2 separate regions of the Rattus norvegicus genome follow, and region 1 is linked to region 2. A link is a contact called in public Hi-C data. All regions are on one chromosome and are shown on one strand. Each heading gives the region's core, a stretch centred on a gene start, on an enhancer-like site or on the middle of the called end of the contact. The rest is flanking DNA. Distances are from core to core; before and after follow the strand shown. Region 1 has its middle 44 kb from the start of Ctla4. Region 2 holds the start of Cyp20a1 (cytochrome P450, family 20, subfamily a, polypeptide 1).

What was found. A called contact is a pair of places that touch in the nucleus more often than the background predicts.
Region 1: a Hi-C map of hepatocytes shows a contact between it and region 2, with 2.3 times the contacts expected there. The contact joins the enhancer-like site here to the promoter of Cyp20a1 in region 2. A contact is called at or near these places in 7 of 12 Hi-C or Micro-C datasets (the A7r5 cell line, Schwann cells, frontal cortex and 4 more).

What each region holds. Positions count from the first base shown.
Region 1 is chr9:69,766,576-69,772,629 of GRCr8, forward strand. No RefSeq gene overlaps it. Among named protein-coding and RNA genes, the nearest start is that of Ctla4, 44 kb to the right of the region's middle. Within about 2 kb of position 3,471, at least 26 of the 93 cell types and tissues checked have an H3K27ac peak or open chromatin away from gene starts, as enhancers often do. A contact at or near this core is called in the A7r5 cell line and hepatocytes, where this site is marked.
Region 2 is chr9:69,245,961-69,251,694 of GRCr8, forward strand. It overlaps Cyp20a1 (cytochrome P450, family 20, subfamily a, polypeptide 1), which reads left to right and starts at 3,913. Exons shown (of 13, transcript NM_199401.1): 1 at 3,913-4,033. The coding sequence starts at 3,962.

The sequences.
Region 1 (6,054 bases), core at 2,221-4,720, 520 kb after region 2:
CTCTTTGAGACAAAGATTCATGTAGCCCAGGCTGGTCTCAGAGTCTTTATGTAGCCAAGGATGAGCTTGATCTCATGATCCTCCTGCCTCTACTTCCCCATTACTGGAAGTACAGGCATCACCATACCCCAGCAACCCCATGTTTTTTTAAATGATTTTTTGAGTTTTCTTAAGATTTATTTTATTTATAAGCTTGAGTACTTGCATATGTTAGGGTACTAACCTCAAGAGGTAGGGAAAGGGCTTTGAATCCCTTGGAACAGAGGTTGTGAGCTGCCTTGTGGGTTCTGTTCCCAGCAGCTGAGTATCTTTTCAGTGTATGCTTTTGTTCTTATGTTATAAACCATATGCTAATACTACCTATCAAGATTTTCCAAAGGATGCTCATTCAACCTGGCTTTCCTGGTAGATCACTCCCCATAACCAGGACCTTCTGCAAGAGCATCAAGTGAGTGAGAGCCATTTCTCCAGTCCTGCTGTTTTCTTTATTGCTGCTGTTGTTGGTTTTACCCTGGACAGAGTATTCTTTTATGAATGGGTATTGAGCACATTTCAGATCTCTGTAGGATTCATGTCTAAGGACAGAATTGTTGGGCCAATAGGCGTATGCATATAAAACATCTCCAGTGTTGAAGTTCCCTGAAGCCATGGGCGCTTCCATAGACACTATGCCTCCAGCATCAGGATGCTGAAGAACGAAAGTGGAGAAGGTTCAGGACACACCAGGAAGTCACTGGCAAGGTGGAGTAGAGGTGAAGGTCAAGGAAACAGGAAGTCAGCTGTGCTGTGAGGTGGAGGATCGACCATCCCAACAACAATAAGGCATCTGTCTGCTTATCCCCTCGCTGTGTTCATTTAACTCTGACATGGGTTAGGAAGCCCACTGGCTTCCCCTTGGATGTAGCAGGGAGCAGGAGAGAATACTTCCTTGTCTCTCCCTTCTGGCAAAAACAGAGTCTTCACACTTGAGCTCACTGATGAAGCTCATCGATCAACATGGTTGCCCCAGGGGACAGGAATTGGTGTCTCCGTGTTTTAGAACTGCATCTGTAGCAGAGAGACAGGCAAGGAGGTTTACTCGGCTCTTTAGCTCCAAATAAGTATCAATTAGGCTGATGACTAACTCGTACTAAGTCTTCAGTTTCCTAAGTCTTTCTGACGTTGTCAACCCTACTCTGTAGTGAGCCCCTCATAACAAAACCAGCGGCTACAACAAACACAGCGGCTGATGTGGTGAGCCGATTAGGAGCTGTGTTTAGCAGTGGACATCTGGGACAAAAATCAGGAGCCAGGGGTGTTTCCTCTCCAGGACTCCAAAGGCAGCCGTCAGCATTCCACAAAAGCCACAGCAGCTCCCCGGGTTCCCCGGTCCTTCAGCTTCTTTTCTTTCTGCCATCTGTTTTTCTGTACACCAGGTAAATGTATGTCTCTTATCCTCAATTTTCAAGGAACTCCCCCAGAATCCCTCCTCTTTCCCTAGAAAGCTTATATCACTCTGGACATGTAGCTACTGTTGCCTTCAGCGACTATGGGGAAAAAAAAACATTTTCCTCTGGGACACAATGTTACCCCTATAGATCAAGGTTACGTTGGTCAAGAAAAAGAAGAAAATGGATATGGCTTAAGTAATTGAAAATCTCAAAGAAATGTCCTAGATACTTCGGGTTCTTTTTAAACTAATTTTTTAATTGTGGTACAATATAACACAAATGTTATTCTTTTGGCCATTTTATGTGCAGCATTCATTGACATTAAACACATTTACAACGTGAGTAACTGTTACCACTACTGTTTGCAGAACCTCCATCCCAAATGGTACCTCTGTGCCTAGTAGACAGCAGTGTCCAGTCTCCTTCCTCTCAGACACTCTTCACCTCTATTTCTGTCTCTATGAATTTGTTACCGCCTACCAGGACACCCATGACGGTTCCCATGTCTTCTTTATTTTACCTTGTCTAGTGTTCTCTAAGTCTATGCCTGTTGAACCACACACCAGAACTTCATTCCTTTTATAGCAGGAATTTGCATTCTGTCACGCAGACAAAAAAAAAGCATTTGAAAAAACTTCATCAGTTGGGAGACACTTTGGTTGTTTCTCATTTGGGGCTATTATGCATAGGCTGCTAGGAATATTAACATATAAGTAAAGCCTCTGTTTTAATCTATTTGGGGGAGGAGTATATACTGTGGACTGGGTCATGTGGTAATTTTATTTTTAACTCCTGAGTAGCTGCCAAGCGCACTTTACATTTTATGTTGTATCTAGTGTCTACAGGCATGGTTTGATATAACACTGAAGCTCTGGTGTACACTGTTGTTTTTGGAGGGACCCCACGCCCCTCTCAGTTGTCAAAGCTGCTCCCCGTAATGTCTAGCAGATTCCCCTGGAAGATTCTGTAGTTATTATGATGAATTACTCTTAGTTTTAAAATGTGAAGCATAGACCAGAGGCTAAGTCAGTGTCATATCCCAGCCTTCTTCTCTCGGTAGTGAGACCTGTGCTAATTAACTCCTAGCTCTTGGAACCTTCCTTCGTGCTTGTGTAACCTTACCAAGTCTGTACTGGATTATTTCGGCCAGTGTGGACTTGTGGTTTTTTTTTTTTTTTTTTTTTTTGGTTCTTTTTTTCGGAGCTGGGGACCGAACCCAGGGCCTTGCGCTTCCTAGGTAAGCGCTCTACCACTGAGCTAAATCCCCAGCCCCCAGTGTGGACTTGTAAAGACCCATAGGAGGATGTTTCAGGCAGGAGCTAAAGCTCACGTTCACCTTCAAGCCAGCCTGTCACCATTTTGACAGGCAGAGAGGATGAGTTAGTTCTTTCTGTGCCTCACTGCTAGTTCCCGGTGTAGCTTAGCACAGTTGCTAAGGATGTAATGCCTCCGGACAGGTGACTGCAGCACAAATCCTGGCAATCCATGTGGCTTTCCTCAAAATTATTTAATGTCTTTGTGCCTTGGTTTCCTCACAGATAAATTGGGAATCGAGACCAACAATTTACTTCACGGGTTTGCTAGAGTCACGCCAAGTTTGTTAGTAGTGCTCCTGCAACGACATCTGGGCGTCATGTCAATGTTCTGTGTGTGGAGCGGAGTTGGCGGTGTTGACAATAGGATGATGTAAGCTCTCGACGCAGCCGCAGTTAATAATGTGTCACAGCTGTAACTCCGAGGACTAGAACCAAAGGGCAGGTGTGTGGCTCGGGGGCAGGGTGCTTACCTAGCATTTGTGAGGCCCTGGATTTGAACTCCAGCAGAAAACAGGCACCACTCCCAAACAAAACTAGTAGACTCAAAATAAATTTCGGACAGACAAAGGAGGAATGGATAGATACAGTCAGGTGTGTTGAAAAGCTCCTCCCTGGATTTTATCTTTGTCCCAGGATCACAAGGCTGGAACATGCTAAGTCCATGCTGCCTTCTTCCTCACCTACAGATTGCAGACTTCTATCTAGTTCTACCAAGCACCCTGTGCTGAGGCAAAGGTCAGGCTTGGAAAGCTATCATCACCAGGGCAAACATAACCGTATAGATCATGGCTAGGTCTGAGCTATAAAGCTGAGGGGACAGTGGACGATGTGGAGAAGCTCAAGGACAAGGACATACACAAGGAAGAGGGGGCATTATTTTGAAGAACACGTAGACTGGCCACTGTAGATAGAGTGGGACGAACTTCAGCCTTGTCTGAGGACTTGGGCATCAACAACAGAAAGGGCTTCTTAATGTGTCGCAATGCAAGGTCTCTTCTGTGACCATACAGCTGTGGAGAGACAGAAACTGCAGCACCCGTCTGGTGGATGTAGCAAGGATGGATGGTTCTGAAAATCCCACCCTGACACAGCAAATTTAGACGTGGCTGATTCAATGTGGGTGGGAACTAGACATTTGTGGAGCAGTCAGTGCCTGCCATCTATTGGCCGGCGTGCTTCATTGCAACTGTAAGAATAGGCTATGAGAGCCCATTGTTGAATTTTATCAATTAGTTGTGTCCTTTCTCTCTCTCTCTCTCTCTCTCTCTCTCTCTCTCTCTCTCTCTCTCTCTCTCTCTCTCTCTCCCTCCCTCCCTCGTGCCTACTAAAGCGGTTTCTTATTGCTTTGTAGATTCAACAGTTTTTGTGAGTATCAATAATTATATCTTTGGAATGAAATGGGAGGGGGTGAGCATTGCACAGTGATGTCATTGCATGAGGAGACACAGATCTTGGATCCCAGTTGTTAATGTATTTTTAATAGCCAAGAAATTCTTCCCCCTGACATTAAATGACCCAGGCATCATTTAAAAGCCCAGGGAAGCTTGCATTTTCCCACGGCTGACTGCAAAGGGGGGGGGGAGGGTAGAGGCTGGAGTGACCGCTGCTTTCTATTGTTCCGATGATATTCTTAGCATCCATGGAGGAAGGAAAGGCACCAAATGGAGGGAAATTTGGGGAGGCTTTGAGGGGGATGAAGTGGATTTTAAAAGGAAAGAGTCTTAAGGGATGGAGAAGATCATCCACCCTGTATGTTCCATGACTGCAGTTCAAGAGGGAGTTAAAGAAATACAAATTGGCAGAGAATAAATGAGAAAATGCCCAGCATCCTTAGCCACTGGGGAAATGCAAAATAAGACAACACTGAGATCCTTCTTTCTCCTGTCACCAAGAAATCAGCAAATGCTGACCGGAGGAGAGGGTGGCAGAAAGGAGTCCTTCTTTACAGCTGACGAGACTGGAGACCGGGGCAGTGACTGTGGAAATCTGTGCAGAGGTTCCCAGAGAAGCACAGCCAAGGATACAGTTCCTACATGCTTTAGCCACACCACTCCAGACTGAGTAACTGAGGACTCTAAGTCAGCATAACTCCGAGATACCTGCACATCCATGTTTATCTATACGCTATTCTCAGTGGTCAAGAAGCCAACTTAGATGCTCATTACTGGATGATAAAGACGGTGATATATATGATATGTAATATGTAATATATATGATATGCATCATCACATATGTGGTGAAGTTTTGTTCAATCATAGTGAAGACTGCATTGTTTCATTTTCAGGAAGATGTAGAACTGGAGATCATCATGCAAAGTGAAATGAGCCTCTCAGAAGACAAAGCCTCACTGTTCTCTCATATGCTTACCATATAATGTACATTCATATATGTGTATAGATGAGACAGAAAGGCAGATGAGAACTTATTTGTGCGTGCAGAAAGGAAACTGTCAGGGTTGGAGATAAGGGAAGGCAATGGAAGGGGAGACTTATCCATGAAAATATCATAAGGCAGCCTATTTTGTACATAAAAATTAGTGAAAGAGAGCTTCATTCAGAAAGGGCACACAGGGCCAAAGGTATAGCTCATCTATTAAAGGTTAGGGCCTATTAACCAAATCTTCAAAAAGGGCACATGTTTGGGATCATATCTGTGTTCCCACATCCAGTAAGAAAGGCCACAGAGGTGGAGCAGTGGTGCAGCGTACAGTCTGTCATGAAGCTGTCTTTGGAGAGTGGGCGCTAAAGGTGACTGAAAGTGTCTAATTATCAACCCATGCTAGGGATTATTTGGGGGTGTAGAATATTATGGGTAACCAGCACAGTAACAGGTGAGCTACTGGGCCCTGCTCTTATCCCTGGGCATGTGAAAGTTAGCATTTTTCATGAACTGTCTTTCCTCCAGCCCTGTAGTGCTGAGCAGAATGGCCTGCGGAGAGGCCTCTGCTGGAGCACAAGGCCATAAATCCAGGAAGTGGAGGAGGAGACTTTGTCCATTCACAGAGAGAAATCTATTTCCCAGATTGGAGGGAAGGACTGGAAAATTTAATTAGGTCCACAGTCCTTGAGAATTGTTTTTAAAACTAAGAATGAAGGATGGCAAAGATATTCCAAGAGGCCAATTAGGCTGCAGTTTAGGGCAAGTTGGAAAGCCAAATTCAGGAAAGTTAGGTGTTAGGGCTGGAACAGAATCTGCAAACAGGAAGTTGGGTGAAAGGCCTGGGACTCAGGGTCGGTACTGTTCCAGGATTCCTCAGCAGAGTGGCTGAGCTGTTGAGGGTCATGTGGCTTCGCAGTTAGTGTCAAATG
Region 2 (5,734 bases), core at 2,663-5,162:
TTCAGTCTCCTTAATTGCTTACCTGTGCCTGACCTAATATCTTTTAAACTAGTAGGTAAAACCTGTCTTGTACCAGTAGCTGCCACCAACCCAAAGATTAAAAATGGCATCAGAAACTTATAGTTTCCCCAGCTTTTTGGTTACTTGCTGTCCTAGTTTTTTCTCTTGCTGTGACAAAACATTGTGATCGAGGCAACATATGAAAGAAAGCATTTAATTGAACATATGGTTTCAGAGGCTTCCAGTCCATGATGACAGAGAGAAGGCATGGCAACAGTTCCACCAACTGGCAAACGATGGCCTACAGGGACCATTCTCATTCAGGCCACCACACTTGCCTACTTGGTATCTTCACCTACACTGGTGAATGCCTCGACTCATCACTTTCTTCTCTTCTGTGACTGTGAAAGTCTCTATAAAAGAAGTTATCTAGGGCAACCTGATTCTGTATTCCTGGACCATGTTCAAATAAAGTACCTCTTACTCTCTTTGAAGAGCTATGTTTTGCATTGACAATTAACCAATAGTGAAAAAAGTTTTTCAAGAACAAAAACTTTCATTCAGACAAATTCCCATAAAACTAGTAGCAAAATTGACTATCTAATTTGTGCATGTATGCACTGTCACCTGTCCAGCACCAGCCTTTTGAAGAATAACCTGATAAATTCTATTTTTACAAGTAAAAAGTTTCCACCTGTAAATTTGTCAAAGTAGTTAAGGTTTATAAAGTACTTGTGTATATTAAAACTCCATCAGAAAACTAGGTCCTACAGCTTCTCTAACAGAGAGTACAACAGTCTACCTGGACTCTAAAGAGGACACCTATAGTAGGCGTGTTGGTGCAGGCCTTTAATCCCAATACTTGAGAGGGAGAGGCAGGAGGATCCCTTTGAATTTGAGACCAGCCTTGTCTACATAGTGAATTACAGGCCAGCATGGGATACATGAGACCCAGTATGGTAAGGCCACCCTTTCTTACTTATAATCCAAATATATTAGATGCTGGTATCAACTGCTCGATGAGCCCATTCAAACTGCCATCTGTTGGTCATTCCCCACTGCTCGATGAGCCCATTCAAACTGCCATCTGTTGGTCTGTCCATCCTTCCAGCTATCCATCTGGGCTGCTCTGGTGCTCAAACATACTGTACCTATCCAGCTCAGCAAACCTATTTCTGGGCGCTCAGCATCCATCAGCCCCAACTGGATTTATTAATATTTCATCAAATCCCTGTCTTCACATCTGTATCAATTCTCTCTGCTGCTGCCTCCAGGACTTCTTTGTACTCTAACACCTTTTGTAGTCATTCTGTAACCTATACATACACATTTATTGTATGAAATACTGTATGACTTAATAGTAGCAATAAAGATTGAAATAAAAGGACGAGTAAAATCAATCAGAATGGCACACACCTTTAAACTATCCTCTTGGAATGCTGAGACAGGCAGGTGGGTCTCTGAGAGTTCTAGGCCAGGCAGGACTCTATAGTGAAACCCTGTTTTCAAAATATGGGTGTGATGGTGCTGGAGAGATGGCTCAGCAGGGTAAAAGTACCTGTGGTACAAACCTGATGGCTTGAGTTTGGTCCCCAGAACTCATGGAGGGAGGGAACTGATTCTTGAAAACTGTCCTTTGATCCCTACATGTTCACCATTCTTGTGAGCACCTAGCCTACACTCTTACACACACACACACACATGCATGCACACACACATGCACAAGACTGGAGTAAAAGAACCTATGATTGCCAATGACCAGCTATCAAGAGAAGTCCTACTTGGTAGCCAAGAAATCCAACAAAGCTTGTGAGTTTATTGTTATTCAATAAGTTCTAGCACTATGTAAATAAAGATACAGACTTGTCTATATGTGTTTATGGTTCTGACACACTCACAACATGAATCATTTAAATTCTTTTTTTTTTATAAAAGAAGTAACATTTTCGATATGTGAATATTTACAATGTCAAAAGTTTAACCTGTTCAAGTCAAGACAAAAATTTTGGGTATCAATACAAAAACTTGTGAATGTATACTAAATTAGTTATTAAACTAATTTTAAAGCGTAAAGAAGAGGTAGACTGGTTGATGTCTATTTGTCTCTGGCATTCTGTGGTGCTGGGAAGAAGTCCCAGAACCAAATGCTAAATGAGGCCCAGCTACCGATCTGTAGGCATCTTCCTGTCTAGTTTTAGACAGTCTCCATTTCTGAAACACTGTATCCTGCCTCTGTAGATAGTCTGAAGTTCAGAGGATGCCGGGCTAAGAGCTAGTTTAGGACTAAAAATCCCAGAGGGTCTCAGTGTTAGAGCACCTGCCTGGCAGGTATCAGGCATGGTTTTGCCTTGGGACTGGAGAGGTGAGGACCAGAAGTCTTAGGAAAGTGGTGCCACATTGTTAAAGAGCTACATTGTACATTTCAAAATCTCGTCTGTTGTAGATGTGGATCGTCATTTTGATGGGAAATGTCTTTAAAATTGATTTTAGAAACGAACCCTTGAAACACTCAGGGCAGTTGAAATACATTCAGAGTTAAAAGTACAGCTTTTGCTGTGTGTGGTGGTGCATGGCTAGAATTCCAGCGGCTTGTAAACGAAGACAAAATCAGAGGTTTGAGGTCAGCTTGAGCAGCACAGACAACTTTGTCTCAGGAGGAAAACAGGTGATTTCCAATCAAGGAAATCTTGAGTAGAAGTGTTGTTACAGCTTCAAAAAGATAAGGCATTTTTCAGTGAGGGGTGGTTCCTGCTTATGCCGTAGTCATTTATCATAGGAGCTCTAAATGCAACTCCCAATGACTCGCCAGCTTGCTGTGTGAAGCTTTGATATTCAAGCGTCACAGTCTATAAACTGTTTTAGAATGCTTCCACTAAATGTCGTGCCAATAAGCAGCGGGCTTTGCCTTGCCTTAATCCATGTCAAAATTTCTGGGTCAGATAGAACAGAAGGATCTCAAATTATAGTAGTAATGCTCTGATCAATCAATGCTTGAAATGCTTTCACTGCTCAGCGCTTACCATAGAACATCCAGTAGTACCCTACCACTGGTGACTCTATATGGTATTATTCTGAAGGATTTGATTTTGATTTGCTGAGGCAGGGGCTCAGGTAATCCAGGAATTCGGTATGTAGTTGGGAATGACACTTGATTTTCTTGCCTCCACCTCCTGGATGCTGGGATTACAAATGTGTGCCACCCCAAGTTATGTGGTGTTGAGACAGAATCAGGACTTCGTACATACTAGAAAAGCACTCTACCAATCTACCTTCCCAGCCTCTGGCTTTCAGTTTTACATAGAAAACAAAAACAAAACAAACAACAAACAAACAAACAAAACAAAAAACGGAGCTTGAAAAACTCAAGGAATGTACTGCAAATCGGAAGTAACAGCTAGAAATCCTACCCACTCACTGTCTGCCACTGTGGCCAGAAATCCTACCCACTGTCTGCCACCGTGGCTAACGCCTTTAATTCCAGAACCAGGAAGGCAGAGACTGGCATAGCTCTGTTAGTCCGAGGCCAGCCTGGTCTACATAGTTCCAAGCTATACAGGGATATATAGTGTTATCTAGTCAAAAAACAAAACCCAACCACATTCACTGGATGTTTTTGAGCAATAAGGAGCATCTAACGGTGCCTAGCTCTTCAGCCATTCAGGTGTCCTGGTTAGACTGGTTTGGGTTGTGAGTCGCACTGAAATGTAGTATTGAGACCACTTCCTGCAAGCGGACTGGTGTGGTAGCTTGCCTCTAGACAGGCCAGGGTGGGATCCCGGCCTGGAGGTTTCCTTGTGGCCTGTGGAGCAGTCGCCAACAGAACAGGGGTGACGCCCAGCGCAGGCGTGGCGGGGCGACCGCGGCTCCGATTCGCTGATATCCGGATGCCACCTCCTTCTCCAGCCGCGGGCGCCACCGCGGAGGGCAAAGCCGGCGACCGCGCGGACGGGCGGGAGGAAGCATGCTGGACTTCGCCATCTTCGCCGTGACGTTCCTGCTGGCGCTGGTGGGAGCGGTGCTGTACCTCTACCCGGTAACCTCCGAGGCGACATTCGGGGTTGCGCCTGCGCCGCGAGGACCCGGGCGGCCGGTCTGCGGGGAGCGCTCGCGGGAGAGTCACGTGGGGCCACCCTGGCGTGCGTTCCCCGTGCGCATGCGTGCTCTGGTCGTGGGCTGTGGTCCTGGGCGGGGTCCCGCGTTCCTTGTGTGCGGTACCGGTTTTCCGAGGCAGCACTCAATTACCTCGGGTGCCTTTGGGGACATTGACGCCCTCAAACCCCAATCCCGTTTGCTGCCACGTCAGGGGAGGAACTCCTTCGGTCTTTTCCTAGCAGCCCCCTGCATCTGCCCCCGCACCATTGTTGGAATGGGCGAGCTGAGCTCGCCAACGCAAACTTTATCTACCTGTCCTTTTCAGCGGGGAAGCTGTCAAGGCTCCGGAGTTAGTGGTTAAGGAAACTTCCTTAAAGTGTATTGTATAAAGCCGGGCGTTGCTTATATCTATAATCCTAGCATGGGATGGGATGTGGGAGGTAGAGGCCGGAGGATGGAATGGGAGCTCAAAGACCACCTTGGACTACATCAAACCCTGTCTTTAAAAGAATATATTTACAAAGTGTGGTGGATATATGGAAAAATTGCAAGGTAGTGAACGGCCCCGGGTAGATTACTGGTGATGGAGACACCTCTTAGAAGTGTCCTGTTGAGAGCTGGTGATGAGTTAGACTAATACAGAAACCACACCTGAACTCATGAGAAACAAAACATTGATACGGAGAAGGTGAAAGTTCAGGCCTTCGGGAATAAGAGAACTGTGTCCTAGCAAGCTAGATCCATGTGGCTGGAGCGAATGTAAAACCAAACAGGAAAGACAGATAGGTGTAAATGGCCGAAAAGCTATTCAAAGGACGTTTAGTCTGCGTTCTACTGGAGGGTGTCATTAGAAAAGTGGCTATTTTAGTTTTAAGAAAAACTGGGAATGCTGTGTGGGGCCTATAATCCTAGCTCTTGAATGGTGGAGGCAGGAAAGTTCAAGAATTTCTTCCAAAATGGGAAATGAACTCAGGACCTCTGAACTAGGCCAGCCTGGATCACATGAGCCCTTGTCTTAAATTTTAAAATTTGTATACTAAAAAATATTTTTAAAATATGTGGCAAAATCTTCATTCTTTTTAAATGAATGCAAATCTTTGAACTAAAGAATTTTTGGCTTTAAAAGAGAACTTTAATTTGTGAGCTGGCCGTGTCTAATTCCCAGCTACTCGGGGAGGATCTTGTGCTTGAAGCCATCTTGGGCAATGTAGTGGGACCTCAGTTCAGAACAATCTTAATATTATTAGGTAAGTTTTATGATAGTCATTCTGGCTACTGTGTTGAGAATGGACCGTAATTATGGGGCTGGGGCAGGGGTAGGAGCAGAGAGAGTAGTTGGAAGGATAACTACTGTCATTTTGGTGTGAGATGGTGTGTGCTTGGACCCCGGGTGCCGTAGCACATGGTGAGAACTACAACATTGTTAAGATAAAGCCAGTGAGCCTGGGTATAAAACATGAACCTGGGCCAGAGAGATGGCTCAGTAATTAAGAGCACTGACTGCTCTTCCAGAGGTCCTGAGTTCAATTCCCGGCAACCACATGGTGGCTCACAGTCATCTGTAATGGGATCTTATGCCCTCTTCTGGTGTCATGAAGACAGTGATAGTGTACTCATGTACATAAAATAAGTAAATAAAAAT